Regions from separate parts of the Mus musculus genome. Here region 1 is linked to region 2. A link is a contact called in public Hi-C data. All regions are on one chromosome and are shown on one strand. Each heading gives the region's core, a stretch centred on a gene start, on an enhancer-like site or on the middle of the called end of the contact. The rest is flanking DNA. Distances are from core to core; before and after follow the strand shown.

Region 1 (3,348 bases), core at 614-3,113, 1.8 Mb after region 2:
TGAAGGCTGAATTATTTCAGCCTAACTGCAGTAAATGGGTGGGAGGCAGATGCTTTGCTTGGTGGCCTGGGATTGCTTTTGACATGGGAAAGCGGCTATTGAGGAGACACTAATGCAGGCAAAACTGGCTCTGGCATACAGCTGTGGAGAAAGAGTGCTGGAATCAGGCAGACCTAAACATCAAATGATACATATTATCTACAGGCCCTTAAACAAAGTCTTTTTGTTTGTTTGGGATTGTCTATTAAACACAATTATCGCTGTTGTCCCGTTGTCCAGATGAAGAAACTGGGACTCAGAGTGGTTAAACAACTTGTTCAAGGTCATGGAAGAATAGGAAAATTCTGCTTAGGAAAGCAGAATTGAAAAATAGGCCAGTTGACTTCCAAGTGTGGACTCTTAGCCACTGCATTGTTGTGTTTGCCTTTGTTGATTGGACTCTTCTGTCAGAGGACCTGTTGATTCCTGGGGGCTAAGTGCTGAACAAGATGGAGAGGTCCTAACCCTCACTGACCTCGAATTATATAAAGGAGACAGAAAAGAAGTCACTAGCTCCCATATGGGTAACTTAACAACTGTGATAACTGTTATAAAGGAGAGAGGCACATGGGTACAGCATGCGGAAAGGGGCGTGCAGCACTTCAAGCTTGGTTTTTCGGGACAGTTTCTCTAAGTAGCCCTGGTTGTCCTGGAACTCACTCTGTAGATCAGGCTGGCCTCGAACTCAGAAATCCGCCTGCCTCTGCCTCTCAACTGTTGGGATTAAAGGCGTATGCCACCACTGCCCAGCTGGCTTGAGTTTTGAAATATTCACAAGAATTAACCCTAAGTGTTTATCACTCAATGTTTATGAACATTTTCCGAATTTATTTATATGGGGGATTGAGCCAGACTGGAGATGAATTCAGCCTGGGATGTTCTTGCAAATCCAATTGCTAATGTCATTAATCCCTCAAGACAGTTTGATAGTGGTCGATGGTCCACACCCAGGACTGTGAGGAGTCAGGGCAGACCTTATAGTATGGTGTTCCCTAAATAAAGTTCTCTCAGGGTACAGTCCTGGTTAGAACCAGGATCCATTTACCTGGGGGTCCAATTCCCTTTGATTTGGAATATTAGCCCTCTCACATCAAACTAATTCCTGTCTCACAGTAGGCGCTTAATAAATGTTTATAAAAAGAACAAATGCAGTAGGGTACTTGTGACACAGGGCTACATGACTGTAAACTGGAGCTAAACCTGACTGAAAAATTAAAATAATTTTTAAAAATGGGTGTGAAGTGCTGGGCGGTGGTGGCGCACGCCTTCAATCCCAGCACGTGGGAGGCAGAGGCAGGAGGATTTCTGAGTTCGAGGCCAGCCTGGTCTACTGAGTGAGTTCCAGGACAGTCAGGGCTACACAGAGAAACCCTGTCTCGAACACCCCCCCCTACAAAAAAAAAGAATAAATAATAAATAAATGGATGTGAAGTATTCCAGAAGTCTGGACAAAGGCTGTGAGGAGACTCCAGCTAAATGCCTTACGGCTGCTGGTGAACTAAGATCGGGGCAGCCAAGGTACGTGCGGATCAAACTTGTCTGGCTCTAGAGATGCAGAAGCTGGAGACACGGTCCCTGGCCAGCTTAGCTGGGTCCCGCCGCGGCCTTTAAAGGCCTACCACGTGGCCGCCCGGGTGTCCAAGGTCCAGAGGCGGTGTCCACGCTGCGCCTGCGTGCTGCTAGAGCCGGTGTCCCGCCTCTGAGAACGCCAGTCCCGTAGCAAGGCAGAAAGCAGAGAGTGGGCGGAGTTAAGTCCGTATGCTAATAAAGGGGCGGAACTTGCGAGGCAAAACCGGCTCTGTCTCCCGGACCTCTAAGAGACCCGCCGCAACCCTCAGCCTCTTTCCACGAGCGCTGACGTCGACGACGACGTCCCATTTAAAAGCGGCCGCGCAGGCGCAGTGAGGGGAAATGCGAACTTAGGCTGTTACACAACTGCTGGGGTCTGTTCTCGCTGTCCGCCCGCCCGGCAGTCTGTCAGTCGCGTCGCTACCGCCGCTGCCTCCTCCACTGTCCCGGGAGTCTCGGGCCGGTGGCTGCTGTCGCCGTCTGTTCGTGCTTCTCAGGAGCTTCGTCCGCCCGTTCAGGCCGTCCCTGCCGTCCGCCTCTCTTCCCCCGCGCTGCCTCTGAGCCCGCAGCGTTCGCACGCCGGCCGACATGAGCGGGGACCATCTCCACAACGATTCCCAGGTGCGACCAGCCGGCCCCCGACTCGTCCCCAGCTGCTCGGGCCCGGGCCGGCTCCGGCCCCGGCCAGGGCCCCGGTCCCAGCCCCAGCCGGCCGCGCCGGGTTGACAGGCCCGAGTCTGCGATGAGGGGCGGCCGGTTGGAGTCGCTTGGATGGCCGGGTCCCGGGCGGAGCCGTCAAGTTGGAGTTTGGTGGGGGGATGGCAGCCCCGGGTAGGCCATTCGCGGGCCTCTGGGTTCCGGGGCGCCGGGTGGGCCCGAGCCCCGGCCCCCGGCCGCGCGCTCTCGTCCGCCGCCCCGGGGCTTCATGTGCCGGTTGTTTCATCTTCCCTCCTTTTCTTTCCTCAGATCGAAGCGGATTTCCGATTGAATGGTGAGTGTGCCCCCCGCCCCGCCCCAAGTGTCCCCACACGCCGCTGCCTGCCTCCCCCGCGCCGGGCCGGAGCCGGGCAGAGGACAGACATGGCGTCCCAGAGACTAAGTCCCGGCTCCTCGCTCACCGGCCCCATTGTTCCCATCGGGCCGCCTCTGGACCCCCTTTCCCGGGGTCTCAGCACCCCCAGATCACGGCCTTCTCCAGAGGGGGCACCGGAGACCCCGCGTCGACCGTCGCTGGGTCTCGGGCGGCCTTTCTCCGCCGGGATTCTTCCCGGGAAAGTCGCCTTGTCGACGGTCGGGACTTAGTCTCTGCGCCATTTTCTTTTTCTCTCTCCTCTCCTTTCTGTGCCTGTGTCTTTCTCTCCCTCCCTCAGCTCCTTCCTTGAGCTGTCCAGAAAGAGCTTTCTGCAGAGCAGAGCCATATAAATCACAGACCTCACCAAAGAAGGAAGGCTTAGGGACGGAATTATCTTTTATTTTTTCTTAATAGAACTTTATTTTGGAAGTTACTTGCTTTCTGCTTCATGTTTGCTTGCTTTCTTCTTCTTTTTTAATTTTTGTGATTCCAGAACGAAAGATTCCCTTAGGCAGCTAAGGGTTTTATGGGTTTTTTTTGTTTCTTTTGTTTTTTGTTTTTAGTCCTTTTATTTTTTAAATGGTGAGATGTTTATAATAGCAGTTACAGTTCTTGAAACTAAAGCCATCTTTTGTGGAGTTCTTTGTATTTTGGGATTGTTTTCCCAA
Region 2 (3,267 bases), core at 339-2,838:
CACTGGCACTAATGGGAGCTTGTGGGGTTTCTATGGACCCAGTTTCTCTCTCTATGTTTCCAAACAGGAGGCAATAAAATAGATGGTAGCTTCAAGATGGAACTGATGCTTAAACCCACATGGACACCCAGCCCTTTATTTGCTGGCCCCAAGCCCTAACTTTCAATAAAGGATGAGTTACATATAAGAAACACTCATTTGGTTGGGTGTTTTGACAGCGCACTGCCACTGGCCATAAGAATCAGGCACCTAAAACGTTCCCTGGTGATCTTGGTAGTCACCGCCATCCTGACACGGTGCCCTGGCTCCCGTGCTGTGGTTCTGCTTTTGGTCCTGTGGATTAGATTTTCCCAGAATTTCATCATAGAGTATTGTGTGTCCCGTGCCTGGGTTGGTTATCTTCAAGGTTAGTTTTACAAGACTGAGAATCGTGTGGCATGCCTTACTATATCTGTGTGAGCATTTCCAGAAGGCTTTTCCTGAGGAAGAAAGGCCCACCCTAAATGACGGTGGGAGCATCCATCCCGTGGACTCGAGTTCCAGACTGCATAAGAAGGAGAAAGAGGCTACACACAAATGTTCATCTCTCTACTTCCTGACAGGATGCAGCTTGCTTCCACTGGCATGCCTTTACCCCATGGGCTGTGAGTCAAGTCTCCTAAGCTGCTTTTGTTCAGTATTTTATCCCAGCAAGGAGAATAGCAGTGCTCAGAAGTCCTAGGTTTAAGTCCCAGCCGGACAGTTACTTTGTAAACCTTGGCTCCACACTGTTTCTCTCTGGGTCAGGTTTCTGTCTGTCAAGCAAGGATGGCAGTATTAACTTCCCCTCCATCCGTTTACACCTGTGCTTCATGGAGTTTCAAAAGCCCTGGCCCATAGTTTGCTCAGTAGGCAAGACTCCCTACTACCTCTAAGTCCAACTGTGTCCTAGAAGGCTACCTCGGTTCCTTCCTCTATTACCTAAGCCAGACTACCTGGTGCCAGGATCTTTGGGTCCCCAGGTCTCCTTCAAGGAGGACTTTAAAAAAAAAAAAAATGGAGATAAGACATCCAGGAAAGGATCAAAGTGCAATGATGGACCGGTCAGATGGGTAGAAGCTAGAGATAACTGGGGCTGAGCAGAGGGAGGGATATGTCTGGGAGGGGTTCCCAAGGGCCGTAGTGAGGCCCCCTGGTCCCTGCGATGATGACACCAGATCTTTTGTGGGGAACACTTCCAAGTGGGGCTGCTGGTCACCCTGGGCAAGTGATAGCTTCGGGACATGCTCACACAGACACACAGGAACAAGCCTTAAACTGTAACTGTTCAGACACATGGATACTTTGCATACTAAGTGCTTGTGTATGGGATATAACTGTGTGCTGTTACACACACACACACACACACACACACACACACACACACACACACCGCACTCATCCCGGCAGTCAGATAAAATGTTCCTGTGCAGTAGGCCTGAGGAATACAACCCCTGCTTCCGTGGCTGTCACATGCTGGATCAGGCAGCAGCCCACCCTTACCAGGGATGTGGAGGTTCTGATCCTAGCCCAGCCTCCATCCATCCATCTGCTAGCTCAACTTCTGATGCTGCAGAGCGGTACTGTGCTGCCCTCTGCTGGCCAATAGGAGTCACTACTCGTCCCTTTCCTGGCAGTCTAGCAGATACGGAGGGACAGGGGCAGCTAAGGAACTATTTCCTCTTTATTGCATTCATGCTTGTCACCCTTCCCTTGCTTGTAAGTACTCAGATTTAGAAATAGGAGCGTTGTCAGTATGTGGGCCTGAGTTCACCCCCAGAACCTGTGTGTGTGTGTGTGTGTGTGTGTGTGTGTATGCTAGGTGTGGTGGTACGTATACCAGGGCACACTGGCCATCCAGTCTATACTATTTACTCAGCTCCAGGCTCATGAGAGACACACTCTAAGGAGGTAGACAGCATTCTGAGGATAAACACTTGAGCTTGCCCTCTGACCTTCATGCGTGCCCGTCCAACACATGCACATGTGCCCATACATGTGAGAACCTGGGGCCCAGTAAGCCAAACCATGTCATTTGAGGCGTCTTCCAGCTCCCTTTCTACAGCAACCCCCTCACAGCCACCCACTGTTGCATCCGGTCCAGGGCTATTCTTCTCAGTCACCTTTTCCTCCACAGGCACAGAGGGACCAATTCTGAGCTCCAGGCGGGAGTATCAGGGCTTGGAGGGAACGGGGCACACATTTTAGGAACTGCCCTGGTGCCTGGGCATGCTGTGTTTTGCAGAACAGCTGCAGACTCCCCAATGGCCTTCCCATGAAGAGGCAGAGTTGGTCTGCCACCCCTCTCTGGGTCTTGCAGGCTTGTAACTGTTTTGATTCATGGAGGGATGTCAAGTGATGCTGTCATGTGACAGAAGGTCATTGCTGGGACGCCAAGGCACCCCTGTGCCAGGCCAGTAGTATAATACTAGAATGTTGTCAAGAGCAGCCTCAGAAGACCTCAGTGCCAATCATGCTTTCCTGCCCAGGAGCTAGAATGTCACTGTGGAAGTGGGTCCCACCCAGTCCTTTGAAACCCAGCCCGATAGGCCCTCAGCAGGCAGGAGCACACCCATCCTATTGCCACTGCCTAATTCCTGACCATCTATGACGATGACAAAATGTTTTGTGCCTACCAAGTTTTGGGATGCACTGTAGGGCAACAATCGAGAGGGGCATCAAGCTGGTGTAGGACACTGGGCCTGGAACCAGAGGCCTGGAACCTGGAGAACTTTGCTGTTCTGGGGGTGGCGTGATCCCTGGCTAACCATCCCAGAGCTGAGGTGTAGCCTCCTGGGTCATTCCTAGTCTCATTCTGGGGATATCAGTCTGCATAAGCCAAGCATACGCTGATGTGAAAGCACCGTTTTGTGCATAAGCCATGACCTCTGAAGGCTCTTCCAGGTCAAAGCGACACGCTGGCATCTGGGGTTGCAGAAAATGTCCACAGACAACTCAGGACAGATGCAGCTCTGGTTAAGGCTTTCTGCGTTGATGTGTAGGCCTGCGCAGCAGCGTTCCCTATACCAGGCCCTCTAGAGTAGCTCAACCTCTGAGTCTGACCTGTCTGCAGCATGGATGCCCTGGGCATGCACTTCACCCAGAGGCCAGCAGGGGTCGCTGGCACTCCGTGTTTGTGTGTCTGGAGCTGCATAGGCTAGAAGCCAGACTTGGTTTACCGCCCTAGAGTTAAGGCCTGCTCAGATCTGAATACCTCCTCTCTCTCTCGAGGAGTCCTAGCACATGACA

The links. A called contact is a pair of places that touch in the nucleus more often than the background predicts.
Region 1: a contact with region 2 is called in a Hi-C map of B cells, with 9 read pairs. The contact joins the promoter of Top1 here to the enhancer-like site in region 2. A contact is called at or near these places in 8 of 39 promoter capture datasets (the 3T3-L1 cell line, the C10 cell line, cranial neural crest and 5 more), 1 of 15 datasets of contacts at CTCF or cohesin (large pre-B cells), 1 of 484 Hi-C or Micro-C datasets (B cells), 8 of 115 datasets of contacts at active chromatin or transcription factors (embryonic forebrain, embryonic midbrain, embryonic stem cells and 3 more) and 1 of 9 other capture datasets (embryonic stem cells).

Annotation. Positions count from the first base shown.
Region 1 is chr2:160,644,034-160,647,381 of GRCm38.p6, forward strand. Top1 (topoisomerase (DNA) I) reads left to right here and starts at 1,864. Exons shown (of 21, transcript NM_009408.2): 1 at 1,864-2,229; 2 at 2,575-2,599. The coding sequence starts at 2,197.
Region 2 is chr2:158,862,418-158,865,684 of GRCm38.p6, forward strand. No RefSeq gene overlaps it. Among named protein-coding and RNA genes, the nearest start is that of Gm38630, 45 kb to the right of the region's middle. Within about 2 kb of position 1,589, at least 18 of the 459 cell types and tissues checked have an H3K27ac peak or open chromatin away from gene starts, as enhancers often do.